Regions from separate parts of the Mus musculus genome. Here region 1 is linked to region 2. Evidence: chromatin contacts called from public HiChIP or PLAC-seq data. All regions are on one chromosome and are shown on one strand. Each heading gives the region's core, a stretch centred on a gene start, on an enhancer-like site or on the middle of the called end of the contact. The rest is flanking DNA. Distances are from core to core; before and after follow the strand shown. Region 1 has its middle 4.9 kb from the start of Gm38915. Region 2 overlaps Eps8 (epidermal growth factor receptor pathway substrate 8).

Region 1 (5,597 bases), core at 337-2,836, 110 kb after region 2:
GTTGAAGCAAAATTGAAGTCATACTTCGTGCAACAGGATAGGAATCTATTAGCATGTTATATTTTACTAGGTCTCAGGCATGTGGAAGTGAAAGGGCAGGAGGACTAATACGAACAAAGACATCAAAGAGAAACTAAGGGCGTCTCCCAGACACACTGGTTTAAGTAGTTGGATATTTTATTTGTTTGGGTTTGGGTTTTTGTTGTTGTTTGTTCTTATTTTTGTTTTTGAGACAGGGACTCATACCTCAGACTGACCTCGAACTTGTTCTATAGTTGGATGAACTTGAACTCTTAATCTGCCTTCTTCTACCTTCTGAGTTCAGGAGACAAAGGCCACCTGGCCCTGTGATTCGTAGAGTCGTTTTGTTTCCCAGCATCTTACTCAATACAAGTAAACCCACTGGACCCGCATTATCTTCACACTCAAAGATAAACATTAGGAGATGAGGAATAAAATAATTATACAGTGAATGAGTGGGCAACAGCTTTGCACAAAGGCAATTTGTCACAGAGGTGATGCTTATGGTGATGGCAGTGGTAGCAGTGGTGATGGTGGTGGTGGTCGTTGTTGTTATTGGTGTTGGTGATGGCGGTGATGGTGGTGATGATGGTGGTGGTGATGGTGGAGGGGGTGGTGATGATGATGGTGGTGATATTGTTGTTGTTATTGGTGGTGGTGATGATGGTGGTGGTATTGTAGGATATAACATAACTCCTCACTCATCATCTGCACAAGATAAACAAGAAGTCCCGAGTAACCAACTAGCAGGACAACAGATGTCTAATGTGTGTCAGGGTATGCACCAGGTGAAATCTAACCTCTTAGCTAACCTACCTTTCCTTTGCAGACTCTGATGGATTCGGGAACTCTCCTTGTTGGTCCACAGGTTCTATCAATTGCATGTTCTTCCCTGGTATCCTGAAGAATGGAGCATGGTGGGCTTTTCTATGTTAAGCATCCAGACTCTCTTCTCACTACCCTGAAGCTGCCACAACTGCCAACTTCATCTTTTCTCCCAGTTTCTCTTCCTGCTGCGACTGCTCTTCCTCACACTATGCCCCTGTGCTCCGCTCTCTGCTGAGTGGATTTGAGGGGCACTGTGCCATTGGTGGTCTGTCCCCCATGAGTGGATTTGAGCCACAGTCTGGGCCCTGCATTGCATCAACCCAATAGTGTGACAACTATTTGACAGACACACAGACAGGGAGGGAGCTGGGGTATTACAGTGTTCAGGAGGGAAGAAGGAAGTGTGTTTTCAATAAAGTAGAATTTGCCTGGAGCCTTGCAAAAGGGTAGAGGAAGTAGATTTTGAAAGGCGGAGAAGTTTTATAAAGTAAAGCTTTGTGGGTTTGAATAGAGATGTCAGCTATGGAATTACAAAATGTGTTTGCCAGTCACACAATAGAGCTATTTAGCAGGTGATAAGGATTCCTGCCAAGGACCAGTGACATGTTTTGTCTTGCAGCTAAATATTTCTTTACATTCTATAACAGGAAGGGGAGAAGTGACATCTACAATAGCCTTTTGTGAAGCTGGAACACTTCCTCTTTCTCCCCTGTTGAAGGCGTTGAGCGAGGATTATCTTCAGCATATGCTGAGAGAACTCGTGGCTCTCTGCGCAGCTTTTCACACAGTAGGAGACACTCGTTTCAGTAGAGGAACCAGCTTAAGGAGGTTTTATCTCAGCCATTCAGGATTCTCTTGGTAGGCTAGTGCCTGGGCTCTGGAAGCCAGCAGAATCATCATTGGTCGATACAGCCTTAGTGAGAAATTAAACAAAAAGTATGTCCTTAACTTTGGAAAGCTTAGTCCCAGGTGAGCTGGTGGTAATAACTGAGAGGCAGAGCCTCCTGGAAGGCTTCAAGTGCAGGGAATAGTGTGGTCAGCATTGTTTCCTTTCTGCTCTTTCACTTTATGTCCACTAGGTGATGTTCCATCATGATGTGCCACACCACCTTATGCTCCAAACAACAAAGTCAATGGTTCAAGGACTGCAACCACCAAAACTGTGAGCCAAGACAAAACCCTTCATAAGTTGATCATCTCAGGCACTCATCCTAGTAGCAGAAAGGCAACTAACCCTAAACTCCTTCATTCAGACATAGTTTCAGCAAGACATACACATTGGCAAGTCCAGGCTGAATTTCTGAGCTGAATTTTGGCAACCTTGTGCCATCGGCTTCTCTGGGTAGTGTACAACCTTCAGCGAAAATGCAAGAAGCTCTCCAGTTCGATAGACTAGACATGGATGCGAAAATACCTTCATCCTCCTTTCTCTCCAGCCTGAGATGAGACCAGTTATAGCTTCCAAAGACAATGAGGCCATTTGCTGATGCAATGGCATCTAAGCCTGGCTTCCCTCCATCCCCCATGCCTATATTTTCCCTCTTTTTCCTTGAGATTGTATTACTTTTAGCCTTGAGTGTTTAAAAAAAGATTGGGGCCATTTATTTAATGTCAGAATCAATACTGATCCCAGGGCTATGTACAGGATGGATTCCTGGTAGCAGTGCTTGCTGATGCTTTCAAGGGCTCAGGGAGCGTTTACAAGCATGGTTCTTCCTTCAGTTATAAAGGAGATACATTCAAGATGAACTAAACAGCCTAAGAGAAGCTCAGTTCCCTATTCTGAGCTCACAAGATGAACTTGTGTTTACTAGATAAAGAATTTATAGCTGGGAGAAGTAGACTTCTACTCTTAAGAATATCTAACCAGCTTTCAACCCACTTGTAATAGCTTGTAAAAGAAATTGCTATTAAAAATGCTGCAAAATGGTAAGGTCATAAATGAATGAATTACAACATTCAATTACTGGCTTTTTCGACTAATAATATTGCCCCATATGATATAACACCAGCTATAAATAGCCATTTAAAATGCTTTCTCTTGTCACACATAGTGAAATGTGGCTTTGCAAATGGGTCACTCAATAGAATGGAGCTATGTGTAAACCATGATTTTCCCCTCACAGCTCTATTGTAGAAGTTAAAAGAAATTGTTGATCCCAGAGTGCCTCAGAACAGATATACTTCAAAGACAAGAGGAAATATTTTATACTTTGTGACATTCTTGAGATAATGGGAAATTAATATTCTCTACCCTTGCCTTTGTGTTTATTTGTAACTATATGTTAGGATAGCTTCACTTTTTTAGTGTATAAAGGCTGGGGGAAAATCATTACTAAGGTTTTCCTTAAACTGACAAACAAAAAAAACTAGAAAATTAGAACTGGTATGAACATCTTGTCTGTGGTATTGGCCATCCCTCATGTGTCATTATTTTCCATATATTTCAAGCAAACAGTGTAATATCCATGCTTTTGGACTATGACGATCAGAATAGCTCACAGTGAATAGCAGTCCAGTGTGTTCGTCCTCTAGTAGTAAACAGCCTTCATTTGTCACCCCTTACTGTCTTGGAAACAGAGTATGATCAAAGTTAAAGCAAACCCGTGTTGGAGATATTATCCAAGCCTGAATGTTTCCACAGCACTCAGTTTCTCTGGGTCAATCCACCAACCCAACACTATCTGGGGTCGCTCTAGCGTGCTCTTCCCAGTCTGCTCTCTCTTCTTTGAAATCTCAGTCTGGCATAATAATAATCCACTGGATAAGGGCACTCGATGCCAAGTTTGACAACCTGAGTTTGATTCCTGCACCCCCATTGCTGGAAAGACAGAATTGACTCCCACGGGAACAGGCATGGACTAAACTAATGTGACAAAAAGACATGTTGTGGATTCTCATATCTCTCAGATAACCAAATTTGATGCTGCCTCATCACATATTCTGTTATGTCTGTCTAACTTGTAAGCGCCTTGTTTCCCTAGCAACTCTGAAGCCTCAGAATAGAGAGTGAAGTTTTCCTCATTTTACTTCCAGATAATTGGGGTAGAACGAAACAGAACTCGATTTAATTCAGTAAATTTAAGTCTCCTTCCTTCTAACATCCAGACTAGGAAAATTCCCAAGGTCTTCTGCTACCACAGACATAACTACAGACCATACAGTTGTTCACCATGGTTGATTGCCCCCTACCACAGTCTACCATTGAACCTCAGCTACAGAATGAGACGTATAATTAAAATGTGTCACTGGAGACCTAATTAACATTCACTTTCCTCAAGAGTCCTATTAGCAGACTGCAAATTAAAAGTGTTTGAAAAGTATAATTGGCATAATGATGAGAGAACACAGAATAACCACATCACCCCACCGAATACATAGAGAGGGAGCTGTTAAAAATGGAGAGGATGTAGCAGCGCCTCACATGAACAGGCTGTGCCGAATCCCCACATGGATGGCCCTTATCAGACTTCACACGGTTAGGCGTTTCCAGATCTTCACGTGGATAGGTTATACCAAATCCCCACATGAGAGAAACCTCATAAGCCAGTCACAGAAGCATAGACATTGTGTGGCTTTGTTCATGAAGGGTTTCCAGGTCAACTTAGAGCAGCAAACGCTATGCTATGGTTGTGAGAGCCAGAGGCAGTGGGAAATGCGAAGCTGTTGCTTTAATGATATAAAATTCCATAAGCTGTTGCTTAATGATAGAAAATTTTGAGACGTGTACATTTTACAGATCTGCTCTACAAAGTAACACAATGGTTCCTTTCACTTAACACTGTTAAATGAGTTTCTATGCTAGTACATACTTCTTAGCATAAACACCACACACACACACACACACACACACACACACACACACTCACAAATACATTGAAATCTGTCAAGTTGACTGGCTCTGATAGCTATCTTGATCCTGATGGTGGTACCCCTGCACATATCTAACTTCCTGTGCGAGTGACAACAATTACATCTCAGTACAGTTGTTAGAGAAAGTATACCATGAAAAGAAAATGGCGGAAAGACACCTAAGCTTGACACAAGATTTAAGTAAGTAGGTGAATAGTAGATATCAGATTCATCAAGAAGTAAATAAACAGTGGTAGAAATCACCGGCTAATGCTATTATGGTACCCTTGGCTTTGGTCACCACAGTGCCTCCCTACTCCTCATATTCACCCCAGAGATGCATATAATCATCATCTTTAATTCAAGAAGAGGGAAACTGAGGCAAGGAAAAGTTAAGTTGCAGTAGATCCAGGACACAGCTAGGATTCAGCCTCCAGTGATATGTCAGATCTGGGGTTTGAAGGATACTGTCTTAACCACTGGGTGGCATTTTTGTGGACTCTGCTGTCCAAAGTGCACCCTTGATAATGCTCCAGACAAATGTTCTGTTCCCTGAACTCTCAAAAATCCACTTAATTTAAAAATTCTTCCACAATACTGAGCACTTTTGGTAACGGACACATTATAACATGACCTTCAGCGACTACTTTTAGAAACTCTGCTCCTTGTGTGTGAGATGAAAATGTGACTTTTACTGACCCTAATAAACAAGGATGCTGAGAGGATGCTATTCTTGGGATTAGACATCAGATAAGATCTAGTCTTAAACCGGGTGTGGTGGCGCACGCCTTTAATCCCAGCACTTGGGAGGCAGAGGCAGGCGGATTTCTGAGTTCGAAGCCAGCCTGGTCTACAAAGTGAGTTCCAGGACAGCCAGGGCTACACAGAGAAACCCT
Region 2 (5,324 bases), core at 2,176-4,675:
TTACGACTTGACAAATGTAAGATTTACAGTCTTAAAAATTAAGTACAAAAAAACCCCCAAGCGTTGCCAAAGTTGCCTGTGCCTTTAAATAATACAGGCATTAATCTAAATCAGTGATAATTCTATTTTGAAATGTGGTTGCCCGCTGTGTGTGTGGGTACTTATGAAATGGCCACTCTGTGTAGATTTTTCGAGACTCTTTCTTCTGTTCCGTACGTATGTATGCATGACACCCACACAACTCTCTTGGCACACTCTGCTTTGCAAGGTAGTGTGTTTACAGAGACCACAGCATTGGAAAGAATGCAGATTGCGTTATTTTTAAAAACCCATCAATCTTCTAAGTTCTTGTCTCCGGGGGCTTAAGAATGGCATGAAAATAAACTGCTCTCCAGTTCATCTCCAGTCACTGTCACTCGTAACAGTGAAATAAAACTCACCATCCACAGATGACAACCCACAACCCAGTGCTCTCTCAGGAGACGGGCTTTTTAAATTTACGGTGTTTACTTTGAGGCAAATGCTTCATTCCAGTAGGCTAGTACTGTCCTCAGATCCGTTCTAATAAACAAACATAAGGTGGCAGATCTCTTCTGCTGAATAGTTAAGCCAGCTTCTGTTCATCTATGGAGCCTATCTGAGCCACAGAGGTCAAGGATGCCAGGAGGACACTGCCCACAGAATCAACTAAGCAGGGCTTGACTGAGATGGCAGCCATGAGCCTGCATGGGTCTGGCTAGAGCCTCTGCGTACACATTATGGTTAGGCAGCTGACTGTGGGCCTCCTAACCATGGGAATAGGGCTGTCTCCGACTCTTTTGCCTGCTCTTGGGACCTGTTTCCTCCTACTGGGTTGCCTCATCCAGCCTTGATATGGAAGTGTGTAGCTAGACTTACTGCAACTTATGTAGAATTCTGTTGCTATCCCTGGGAGGCCTGTTCTTTTCTAAAGGGAAATGGGAGCAATTGGTTTGGGGGAGAAGGATGGTGATGGTGGTGGGGTAGTAGAAGGAGTGGAGGGAGGAAAGGGTGCAGTCAGGATATAATATATGAGAGAAGAATACATTTACAAAGTCTCAGAGGGCTCAAGAAAAGCTGTGCGTGTGTGGACACAAGGCTTGGAGTGTATACAGAACTTTCCTTTCTATTATTTGTGAGTGCATCATGCATGTGTGTGCATGTGTGCATGGTGTGTATGCATGTGTGTATGTGTTTGTGTATGTATGTGCATGGTGTGCGCATGTGTGTGTGCATGTGTATGTGTGTGTATGTGTGTGTGTTTGTGTAAGTGTGCGCAATTGTGTGCACATGTGTGTGTATGTGTGCATGTGTATATATGTGTGCATGTGTGTGTATGTGTGTGTGCATGGTGTGTGCATGTGTGTGCGCGCACTCTGTGTGCATGTGTATGTGTGTATGTGTGTGCATGTGTGTGTATGTGTGTGTGTGTGTGTTGAGAGACTGCCATGCCGCCCAGCTCTTCATCAATGAGCTATAGCTCAATCCCCACATTTTGATTATTTTTTATTCTCGTATATTTAGTAGCCTCATCAAACAGGCCTGCACTGGGACCTTTACTCACACAGTGATTCACTGCTGTGAAGCCCTGGCTTTGTTCATCAGCTCTGCAAAGATCTTATGGCAGCAGGCTTGACTCAACACTTTGCAAGGACAGGAGATGGTAAGCAAATATACAGCTCCCTTAATTAAGGCGGAGTAGTGTGTATTTATCACACAGGCATCTTACGTGTTAGCCGAGATTTTCCTAAGAGTGGGATGTCTGCTTTAGCAAAAAGATGTGGAATCTGTTCTTTAGGAAAAACAAAAACACAGATGAAGAGAGACACATAGAACATACAAGCAGCATGTCCACAGCAGACACCATAAACAGTAACTGCAACATCAGTCTAACAAAACCATGCTTAGATGTAAGGCAGGGCTAAAGAGGTCGTCCAGTGCTAAGAGAGCTTTCTTCTCTTCCAGGAGACCCAAGTTCAGCTCAGCATCCATACCCGGCAGCTCATAATCACTCTAGCTGGCTCTTTAGGCCTCCAGAGGCATGCCTACACATGTGACATGTGTGCGTGTGGACACACGCACACACACACACACACACACACACACACATAAAGATAATCTTCAAATAAGGAAAGGTGAAGAAATTTCCTCTTAGCACTGTGACAAGTGCCTGCAGTCACCACACTTTTAAGACTAAGGCAAGAAGATGCCCAGAAATGTGAGGTCATCCGAGAGACTACCTGGTAAGACTCTGGCTCTCAAGGAGGAGGAGAGGAAGGAGAGAGAGGAGGAGGAGGAGGAAGAACAAGAAGAGGATACAGCAGAAGTGGCTTCAACACAGTAGCTACTGAGAAGCTGGTAGTAAAACCTAAGTGGGCAGTCAAGCTGGCCCCAGGAAGCCAGCTGCCTTCTCTCCTACAGTTCGGAAAGCTCTGGAGGGAGTTGGTATCTGGCTATCTCCCAAACGAAATGAAAGGACGATAGAAGCCAGAAAGCTTGGAATGTCTTTTGTAGGAAGTCCATGTTGAAGAACCAAGCCAAAGCAGAAAAGTTGATAAATAAGGACAACAGAAACAGGGACCACCAGTGATGGACTCACATGTAGAGGAATCTGGAGTTCTCTCCTCTTCTTTGAGGAGAGCAGAGTCAGTCCCTGTGGTTGTCAGACAGAAAGCCTTATAAACAGATCCCTGGATGAGGCAATACAAACTCCACAGAGCTCAGACATGTGCCTAAGTTCCCGGAGAAAATTCTGAGTAAAGTCCCACAGTGCTGACACCAGCCAGATGGCTTACAAGAATGGTCTAGAAGCCAGGTGTGGTGTGGTACATGCCTATAATCCCATTACACGGGAGGCAGAGGTAGGAAGATCAAGAGTTCGTGGCCACCTTTGGCTGCATAGTAAGTTTGAGGCCAAGCAGTGCTATGTGAGAATCTGTCTCAAAAAGCAAAACAAATCAGAAACAAAAAGTATTAAAAAAGGGAAGGGTTTTTGGCAAAACCCTAGATTCCCCTCAGATCTCAGCAAATGTTGAAAATACACAAATACACACAACATAATGTTTTCTTGACACACACATCACAGACATAGAAAGTTATCCTCATAGCAGGATGGAAACAAGAAGCAGATTTCCAAGGGACAATATCACTTCTCAGCCTTCCGCTGTGACCAAGTGTGATGTGATGGCGGTTTCTACCCTTTTGTAAATCTAGCTGGTCACAAGCTCTCCCCTGTCCCCCCTGCCTCCTGAGAAACGGTCCTCTGTGCTGTCACGTGGTCAGCCTAGATGCAGAAATGACTGTGCCTTCCGTGAATGATGCGGAAGTGAAGGTGAGAGGGTGGATACTGTGTAACGCAGTGTGGAGAACTGCAACACCCCTCTGTGCACGCTGAGTCACAAGCGGGAGGTGATGTGTCACATCCACAAGTGGACTAAAATGAATGTTGTCATATGTGACAGACTTACGGGTGAGACAACAATGGCCGTAATTCAGCAAGTGAGATTTTTTCCTGCGTTCAAAGTTCATGATCTCCCTTAAATCACCATCGCACCCAACAAATGCTTTTCATTTCTTCAGTTCACTCTGAGTCACCCTTCACCAACCACGCCCATACTGCTCACATCCCCCATGCTGCCGACAGCTTCTGGGATCACTTAATATCTGACTGAAGACAGATCTAGGATTCTCCGCAGCTTAGCTTGTGTCTCGGGGGAAGACCTGGTCGGGCATCTTTTCCTTTGGGCACATGGAATGCACATCTCTCCTAACATCAGCATTTCATTTTATTTTCACCTCTTACATCCCCCGATATTACATCATATTTTAACATTTGTTTTAAGGTTGTAGATGTGAACTTTAAAACAAGTTACTCATGGTTACAGCTTACATACAGTAAAGCAAAAAAATGTCAGTGTTGACTCATTAAAATAAAGGACGGGCAAGTGAGTTTCCTGTCTCAAATGCCATCGTCAGCTTTGATTTACTTCTTCCATAATGGTCCTCCAAAGTACAAGGCTTGTCGGCAGTAGGAATAACCATTCTCTACCAGTTCTGAGGGGCGAGGAACCATGGGACGTGGAGAAGCTTCTGCTAGCTCCCACTGAAAGGAAACAATCGGGAACTTAGGAGCATTGAGGTAGCTAATTCTACTAAATCCCCACTTTTGCCCTCTGCCCCCCTGCTCCTTTGTGATAGAAATTTAACCTGTTGTCCAACATGTGATCAACTGGTAGTAAGAAAACACAGGTGCCCTAAGCCAGGAGAATCATGCCAACTACAAAACTAGACAGACAATTCATTGCCATGGTAACAAGCTCAGAAACAGACACAGAAGCCAGCTCACGGGTGCCATTTTGAAACCAGGGGGTGACTTGCGTGTGTGTTTGTGTGTGGAATTCACCCAGTGTCCTGGGCCAAACTACTGACGACCCAGGAGGTGAAGTTGAAGAAGCCATAGGAGTAGCCCTTTAGCAATCTCAGGTCCTGGTGTACGGAAAGAGGGTTCTTTTCTAGAAAGACTTGGAGAATATCATACAAACACAGAGATTCTTGGGAACGCCCTGCTGAGTGACACACTGATCCAATAAACTTGAAGGGTCTGAAGGTCCACACGACAACTCACACTGGGAGGAGCACTCAGAGAAGAACACAGAACTTCTTACAAAACGTAAAGCCCAAGGACACTGGTTCTGCTGTTTGCATTTCTATCTCCTGAGTTTATTCTGAATGCAAATAATGTTTTATGTCTGAGATTCCAGAAGGCCATCACGTCTGCTGCAGAAGTGATGTATGCAGAAATGCTATACATATGGGATATTTTGATATCAGGCTTTTGAAGGAAATTTCAAGTAAATAAAAATGGGCACAAAATGTTCAGTTAAGAAAAACAAACAAACAAACAAACAAGGGCTAGAATGGAAGAAAATATGCACAAATCTTATTTCCTTCAGCATGTCCTCCAAAGTGGCACACACCCGATTTGTGAAAAATTCCCAGCTGGACTCTTCTTATTCTATTTGAGAGAGGCTTTGCTAGAGATTAATTTCAGGTATATTTACTTTGGTTGTGTGCACATAGGAAGACACACAGGTAAGGCACAGATGTGGAGGTCAGATTACAACCTGCTGGCCCCTTGAGAGACTTCACACTCCTCTATCATTTCTGAGGTATAATTTTGCTGGACACTAATTTCCAGCTTGGTTTTTCTGACACTATAGGACACTGATTGATCTTCAGAGCTTCTTAAAACACCAGGAATGATATTCTCACTCTGTCCTTCTAAAGCGACGTAATCTCCTATCCCT

The links. HiChIP or PLAC-seq counts read pairs in DNA pulled down with a chosen protein or histone mark.
Region 1: an H3K4me3 HiChIP or PLAC-seq map of bone marrow-derived macrophages shows a contact between it and region 2, with 3 times the contacts expected there. The contact joins two enhancer-like sites. A contact is called at or near these places in 1 of 484 Hi-C or Micro-C datasets (nephron progenitors), 2 of 115 datasets of contacts at active chromatin or transcription factors (bone marrow-derived macrophages and embryonic stem cells) and 2 of 9 other capture datasets (embryonic stem cells and liver).

What each region holds. Positions count from the first base shown.
Region 1 is chr6:137,695,460-137,701,056 of GRCm38.p6, forward strand. No RefSeq gene overlaps it. Among named protein-coding and RNA genes, the nearest start is that of Gm38915, 4.9 kb to the right of the region's middle. Within about 2 kb of position 1,587, at least 71 of the 459 cell types and tissues checked have an H3K27ac peak or open chromatin away from gene starts, as enhancers often do. A contact at or near this core is called in bone marrow-derived macrophages, where this site is marked.
Region 2 is chr6:137,579,061-137,584,384 of GRCm38.p6, forward strand. The region is part of intron 2 of Eps8 (epidermal growth factor receptor pathway substrate 8); the gene reads right to left. Among named protein-coding and RNA genes, the nearest start is that of Eps8, 68 kb to the right of the region's middle. Within about 2 kb of position 3,426, at least 103 of the 459 cell types and tissues checked have an H3K27ac peak or open chromatin away from gene starts, as enhancers often do. A contact at or near this core is called in bone marrow-derived macrophages, where this site is marked.